Linked DNA regions of Mus musculus: region 2 is linked to region 1. The links are chromatin contacts, called in public HiChIP or PLAC-seq maps. All regions are on one chromosome and are shown on one strand. The core of a region is the stretch at or near the end of the contact, and the rest is flanking DNA. Distances in the headings are between cores, read along the strand shown.

Evidence for each region. HiChIP or PLAC-seq counts read pairs in DNA pulled down with a chosen protein or histone mark.
Region 2: an H3K27ac HiChIP or PLAC-seq map of heart atrium shows a contact between it and region 1, with 28 read pairs. The contact joins the promoter of Fign here to the enhancer-like site in region 1. A contact is called at or near these places in 2 of 484 Hi-C or Micro-C datasets (brown adipocytes and liver), 4 of 115 datasets of contacts at active chromatin or transcription factors (astrocytes, embryonic stem cells, heart atrium and 1 more) and 2 of 9 other capture datasets (adipose tissue and liver).

Annotation. Positions count from the first base shown.
Region 1 is chr2:64,051,772-64,055,053 of GRCm38.p6, forward strand. All of the region lies in intron 2 of Fign (fidgetin), which reads right to left. Among named protein-coding and RNA genes, the nearest start is that of Fign, 45 kb to the right of the region's middle. Within about 2 kb of position 1,605, at least 8 of the 459 cell types and tissues checked have an H3K27ac peak or open chromatin away from gene starts, as enhancers often do. A contact at or near this core is called in adipose tissue and heart atrium, where this site is marked.
Region 2 is chr2:64,096,343-64,099,624 of GRCm38.p6, forward strand. Fign (fidgetin) reads right to left here and starts at 1,696. Exons shown (of 4, transcript NM_001267846.1): 1 at 1,500-1,696; 2 at 553-722.

The DNA of each region.
Region 1 (3,282 bases), core at 355-2,854:
GTCATTCGTAGCCACTGAGGTAGATTAAGAAGTATCGAATTGTTTTGGTTTATCACAGGCTTTGAGTTTTAGACGGTAACTTCAGTTTAGACCAAGACAGAGTATTTCCATTTGCCATGTCAGGAATTGACTTCCAATTCAATATTTTCCAACAACATGTGGCACAAATTGTGTACCATGGTGCTTTTCCATTTTCCGTTTAAGGTAAAGATCATGAAGAATAGGATCATTGACCACTGACCAGAGTATTAAGAATAGGCTATACTTTGTTGGCAATGTTAATTTTACTGTTTTCAAACTGATTTGAGTTCTAGAGGCCAAAAACTGACAAGCTTTTACAAAATTCAGAGTTTACTGTTTGTCAAGTCTTTGATCACTTAAATTAAACACTGGATATAATGTACTTTAAAATGAATTATTGAATGATAGGAGAGGGAAAGAAAGGAGAGAGAAGGAGTGAAAGGAAATAGAGGGACCCAGCCAATACTCTGCCTTTATTTCCCCAATTCAACAGTTAGTCAACGTTTAGTAGTGACAAAGGAGAAACTATTTTCATACATGCTTTTCACTACTTCTAACTGATTTGTTTCCAGACAACTGAGTATGTCACCCCTACTTTACGAATGTGACAGTTTCGTCAGTTTCTCACTCTTTGATGTAAACCTCTCTCAAACAGTGAGTTTAGTGTGCTAGAGCAAGGAGGCTTTTCATGAATCCAAGAATGTTAAATCCTGGTAAGTCAGTGAGGTGGACATTAATGAGTACTTATGTAGCTGTTTAATTCAGCCAAGTCTATTTTAATACCACACAGTTCCCTTTACTGGGATAATAATTCTCTCTCTCTCTCTCTCTCTCTCTCTCTCTCTCTCTCTCTCTCTCAGGATAGAAGAGAAAAATCAACGCAATTAAGAATAAAAACAAGCACAAAACAGAGTGGAGTTTTGGGTACGAGAGAGAGAGAGAGAGAGAGAGAGCGAGCAAAGCCAGAGGAACTTGCTGTTCCCATGAGGAACTTGCAATTACCAGGAGGAACAGAATGTTTTCTCCAAGTAAAAGACAAACCAACATGCCTTTAAACTGGCTAACAAGGATTCTCTCTGGGAAGTGAACAGAGACCCAGAAGTGAACGCAGCTTTCAGAATTTTAAACACTCAATAAAACTCATCCTAAATGTTTGGTTTGTTCTTTCTGAGGGAGATATCAGTCTAAGAGCACATGTGGCACAGAGACTCCGCTGTGTTCTGACTGTTCCTCAAAACACAGAAATCTTTATGGTCCCCACAACGACTAAAATTTCCACACCTTCTCTACTCAAGCAATTACATTTCTGCTTCAAAGCCCACATCAACAAACACATAAATAAGAGAATAAATAAGATGTCCTATTTTATTACTAAAACTACAAAAAAATGTGAACTGAATTATTTTTGTAACTCTACCTTGCCCAAGTCAAAAGATTTTGCATTGTCTGTTATTCATTCTGATAAAAAGATGTTTACCCTGGCATAGCAAGCACAGAATTGGATTTTCTAGAAGCATCCAGGAAGGTAAGGAGATACCATAGTAGAAGATATTGCTAATCTTCATAGGCTATTTATAGCTATGTTCTGGAGTAAAGCTCTTAGAAGTGTTTAGCTCAACAATACGCAGCAATATGCTATCACATGTATTTTCCTCCAAGAAACTCAAATGTTGAAATATAGTCTATTTTTACTCATGCCGATGAGGTTAATAACATCTTGTTAATTAAATGAAGCAGTCTGAATTCAAAGCAATGAAACAATTAGGAAAAGATAGAGGAAAAACTTCTGTGCATTTGCTGCAGCTCACTTTCCACTGCAAATGGTAATTCCTAAAGGGCTCTGAAAGCCCAGTCCTGAGAGGTAATAGAGGAAACAGACTCCTATTAATGTTGTGTCCTCTGACATCTATTCTGTGAAAATAGAAGGAGAGAGCATTAACTTTCAACACTGGACACGCTAAGGAGAAAAAACAAATGAGCACATTCTAAACAGCTATGTGGAGCAAGGTGACCCATCTGAGTTTAACAGGAAACCAAGAGGTAATCAAATGAAACCTACGACCTTTTGCCAGAGACACTGGAGGAGACAAGACGGCCGACACAATCTAAGAATCTGTGAAAAACAGTGAGGAAGGCATGCGCATGTGCGCCCTTCTGCTGAGCATGGGTGCAACAGACACAGATGGTCCCAGCAAGAACTACAGTCCTAAGAGGGGGCAGCTAAGTGCCCCGTCCTTCCTTTAACATGCCTTTACTGTCTCTCCATTATATCCTTTTAACTAAGGTGACTGCAGACTGTATCTCACAGCATCAGACCTATGTGAGAGGATGAAAATGGCCAGATCTCATACCTCTAATCCCAACAACCTGTTTGAGCATCTGACCACAACTGCTACTTGCTCATCATCAAACCAAGTAAACCAGTGTAGGTATGCATATGTATGTGTTAGGACGCATGTGTATGCATTGGTCTGTGTGTCTCTGTGGATGCATTCGATAGCTAAAAAGAACAGAAGAGCAAAGAGCTAAATCGTGGGGCAGTGCTACAAAAAGCAAGAAGGAAGAAAGTGTGTAAAAGGACCACAGGGAGTGTCCTGTTCTCCTCCATTCCTTCACCATCTAGTGAGGCATCTAGCATAGTAGTTGCTCAATGAAAGACAAGGCAATAAGTAGAGCAATAAAACCTACCTGTTGAAAATGTATACTTCATTCATAAAGCATCACAAGACATTAATTATCAAGGAGGACCTCCCTGGCTCCTGAGGAACAATCTTTTGAAGGACCAACATTAAAACGGTCATAACAACAAAAAATAATAATCTACAGGTACAAACAGGAGACATGAAATAATAATTTCAGTGTCAAAAATAATGGGGAGAAAAAGCAAATATAGAACTGGTAAAGAATACATATGTTTTAAGAAAATGCTGTTCAAAATAAAGAACTATACATCACCAGAGAGGTATGCTTCCTTTTCTAAGTAGCACATCGGACTGGATACAAACTGATAAGCAACGGAATGGCAGATGATACTGTCAATCGGAATGATTTAAATGCCATCTTAATGAAATGCCACATGACTCTGCATTCCCTTGCATTACTGCTGGAACTGTAGACATAACACAGGCGCCACAGTACCTTCTGTCCTATCGTTCTTGCGGGAGCTTGTTATGGAGGCTTTCTGTCTATCTTGTTCAAGGGCAGAGCTGAAGGGCCCAGTGGCTCTTTGCCTCCAACTTATTCAGAGACTCGGATGCACGC
Region 2 (3,282 bases), core at 446-2,945, 45 kb after region 1:
CCGAATACTCCATAAAGTGCAATCAAGGGAGCAAACAGTCAAATTCCATTAAAAGGTTGGGGTTGGGAGAAAAAGAAAATTCCATCCAGTCCTGTGTGTGTACATATATATGGATATATGTATAAACACTTTCATTACTTAGCAGTCTTTGCCCCACACTCCCACCCTCTCCATCCACCTAACCCCCACCCCAAAACAACAACAACAACAAAAATCCCACCCCGAGTTTAACTAATTTACATACCATTTGACTTCACCCCTGTTGAGAGCATTAATAGAAACATGCAACTTCAAGATTAGAGCTAAAGCCAATGAAAGTGTCCGCAAATAACATATTAATAAAAACTGAAATGCATAAAGAAGTGAAAGCAAATACAAAAAAAAAAAAAAAAGCACAGTGACAGATTAAAATAAACAGACATAGACATGTTTAAAAAGAATTGGACATCATGAGCATCTGGTTCCCAAGCAGCCTCCAATGGTTTTTATCATGCTATTTAATTTGTCTTCCCTATTTAAATGCAAAGGAAGTAAATTCCAAAACTGACATACCATAAACACTGGTGCTACTGATCATTTCTTGCTGGTAGCACAAAAAGCTGAATTGGATTTCTCACAAGCAGGAATTCCAAAGGTTGCTTTTCATTAAAGCCACTTTTCCTCTCAGCTATCAAATGTCACTGCCTTGAAACGTGGGCCCTTTCGTCAGGTATTCATTTAACCTACATGCATATAATTAAGGGGGAAAGCAACATCAACAAAAAGGGGATCTCAGATCACAGGAGAAGAAAGAAAGGAAAAAAAGCACATGACCGGGAATACAAGTCCATGTCAATTTCACTCACTCCCATTGAAACTAACAAGAGCTCCGGGGAGGACGGTAATAGGATCAGTGGATTGTATATACCATTAAATTATACATCTTTCTCTCCCGTTCCTTGCCAACAATACGCCCACCACGCTGTACCCCCTCCCGCATGATGTGCTTACAGTTTTCTGCAACCGATCCTCTGACATTTTTCTCGATCCCCCAGCCACGAGATTGTAATTTAACCTCAACTTTTTGTGTGTGTGCAAGATTCTTATTTACACTTCTTATTTACTTAGAAGTTAGTTCCCGAAGAAAGTCTAGCCCCACCCTATGGCTCCGCTTTCTTATTTTATTTTTTTTATTTTTTGAGGTAAAAAGATAGTAGTGAGTAAGCCCAATATCGCGAAAAGCGAGATTCTTGCAGTCACGAACTCTTAATCCCATACTATTGTTATAACGATTAAGCTGCAGAAATATGCATCATAATGTTTCAGGGCTACTTTGTACAGAGAAATTAGACAGCAGGTTGGCGTACAAAATAGAAACGAATGCAAATTAAATTTACTGTTTACGGCACAACTCTGAGACCTCTTCTCACTACAGGTCTTGGATCTATCTATATTCTTTAAAAATAAAACAAAAACAAAAAATTTAAACAGATGGTAAAAAACTACGAAGCTCTCCTTACCTGGACGCGCAGAGCGAGCTCCCGATAGGTTAGCGTAGCATCGATCCGATGTGTTTGCTGATGAATGGAAGCTAGGGTTAAGTGAAGGTGCCTATGATTTGAAATCATTCCAAGTTTTTGAAGGGAAGACGGACTGCAGCCTCTGCCATGTTGGAATTTCAAACCCAAAACAGCTGCTTGGAAGGAGCCAGCATGCCAGAGGCTGAGCGCAGGCGCAGAGCGCCGCCGAGCCAAATTCAAATCACTTTCACACTAAGAGCCAAAGATCAGTTTTCAAAGGAGAGAGGGAGAAAGAGACGCAGGCGGCCGCGCGGCCGGGCGTCGGGAGGCAGTGGCGAGAGGCGGGCGTTGGAGCGCGGCGGGCCGGGAGCCCCGGGAGGGAGCGGCGGCGCGGGCCGGGACTGCAGGGGGAGCGGAGGCGGGAGGCGGCGAGCGGCGCCCGGCCGCGGGCGGACAGGGAGGGCGCAATGGCCGGCCGCCGGGTCATGTTACACGGCCCGGGCCTCGGCGGCCGCCCAGCCTCACAGCTGCGCTCCCGCGGCCCGGAGGGGGCCCCGAGGTCATGCCGGCGCGCGGGGACGCGGAGCCCGGCCCAGCCCGCGCGCGGGGAGCGACGCCCCCGGGGGAAGCGAGCCCCGCTGTCCACGCGCGATCGCGCGTCCCTGAGGGCCCCTCCCCGGTCCTCCGGTCACCACCGTAGCCTGGCCAGCCCTCCCTGCTGCTGCGCGCACGGGACGGGGACCGGGACGTGGAGCCGGGACGTCCCCTATCCCCGAGGCTCCCCGCACCAGTCCGAAAATGACTTTATCTGCTAGGGAGAGGCAAGTTGGGGAGGCAGATCAGCTTGAACCCACTTCACCGCCTCCACCTCCCCGGGAATAAATAAAAACCCTAAGTATCTAGGTGTGCGGTCCCCTCTCAAGCTCCCCCGGCTCCCCTCCCTACCTCCCCCAGGCGGCTCGGGCAGGGGAGAGCAGCGCCCGGGGGCCCACGGTGAGGGCTGTTGGTGCGCAGGCAGAGACCTGGGGCTTCAGCTTTCCCAGCCCCCCGCTATGGAGCAATCTGGGGACCCAGGAGAAGGAAGAGAGTCGGGGCTTTGTGGTGCTGGGAGCTGAGGAAGAATGAAATGTGCAGTTGAGTGTGTGGCTCGCATCCCAGGGAGCAGTGCCGTGCTGATTGTCTGTGGCTGAGATAGCCTTTTGTTCGCAACATAAGGTTTAAGAAACACACACACGTTTTCTGGGGTCTCTTGTTAGATGTAAATGTGCTGCATCCAGACGCTTACTATGCAGTGTAAGCTCAGTTGGTTTACTAATCACCCCGCCCCACCCCCAAACAATCAGGATCATTTGAATGGGAACCTCATTCAGACTTCTGGGCTGAGAGGATTGCCTTCAACCTATTTCATCCTAGACTAGCCAACCATCCAACTGAGATAATAAAGCAAACAATAACATTTGATCATGATGTCTACGAGATAATGTGCCCGGCAAAGTTCTTAAGGAATTGTAATGAGAGAAAGAGAGAGTTGGGCAATAATTTCTCTTCATTTTCATTAAATATGACTTTAATAGATAAATGGTGAGTTTATACTTTGGCCTGCTGGATGTCCAGTCCTCTATATTTCAACTAAGCTGAGAATGCAAGAGGCAAATTATGTATTCGACCAGGAGGCCATCTAGCTGAAAATGTTACTTTGAAGGTTGGAGCAGAAAATACACTTGTTTAGGAAGAATGTCCTTCCTCACTGTCCGCATGTCTGTCCGTATGTCTGCTAGCTTCT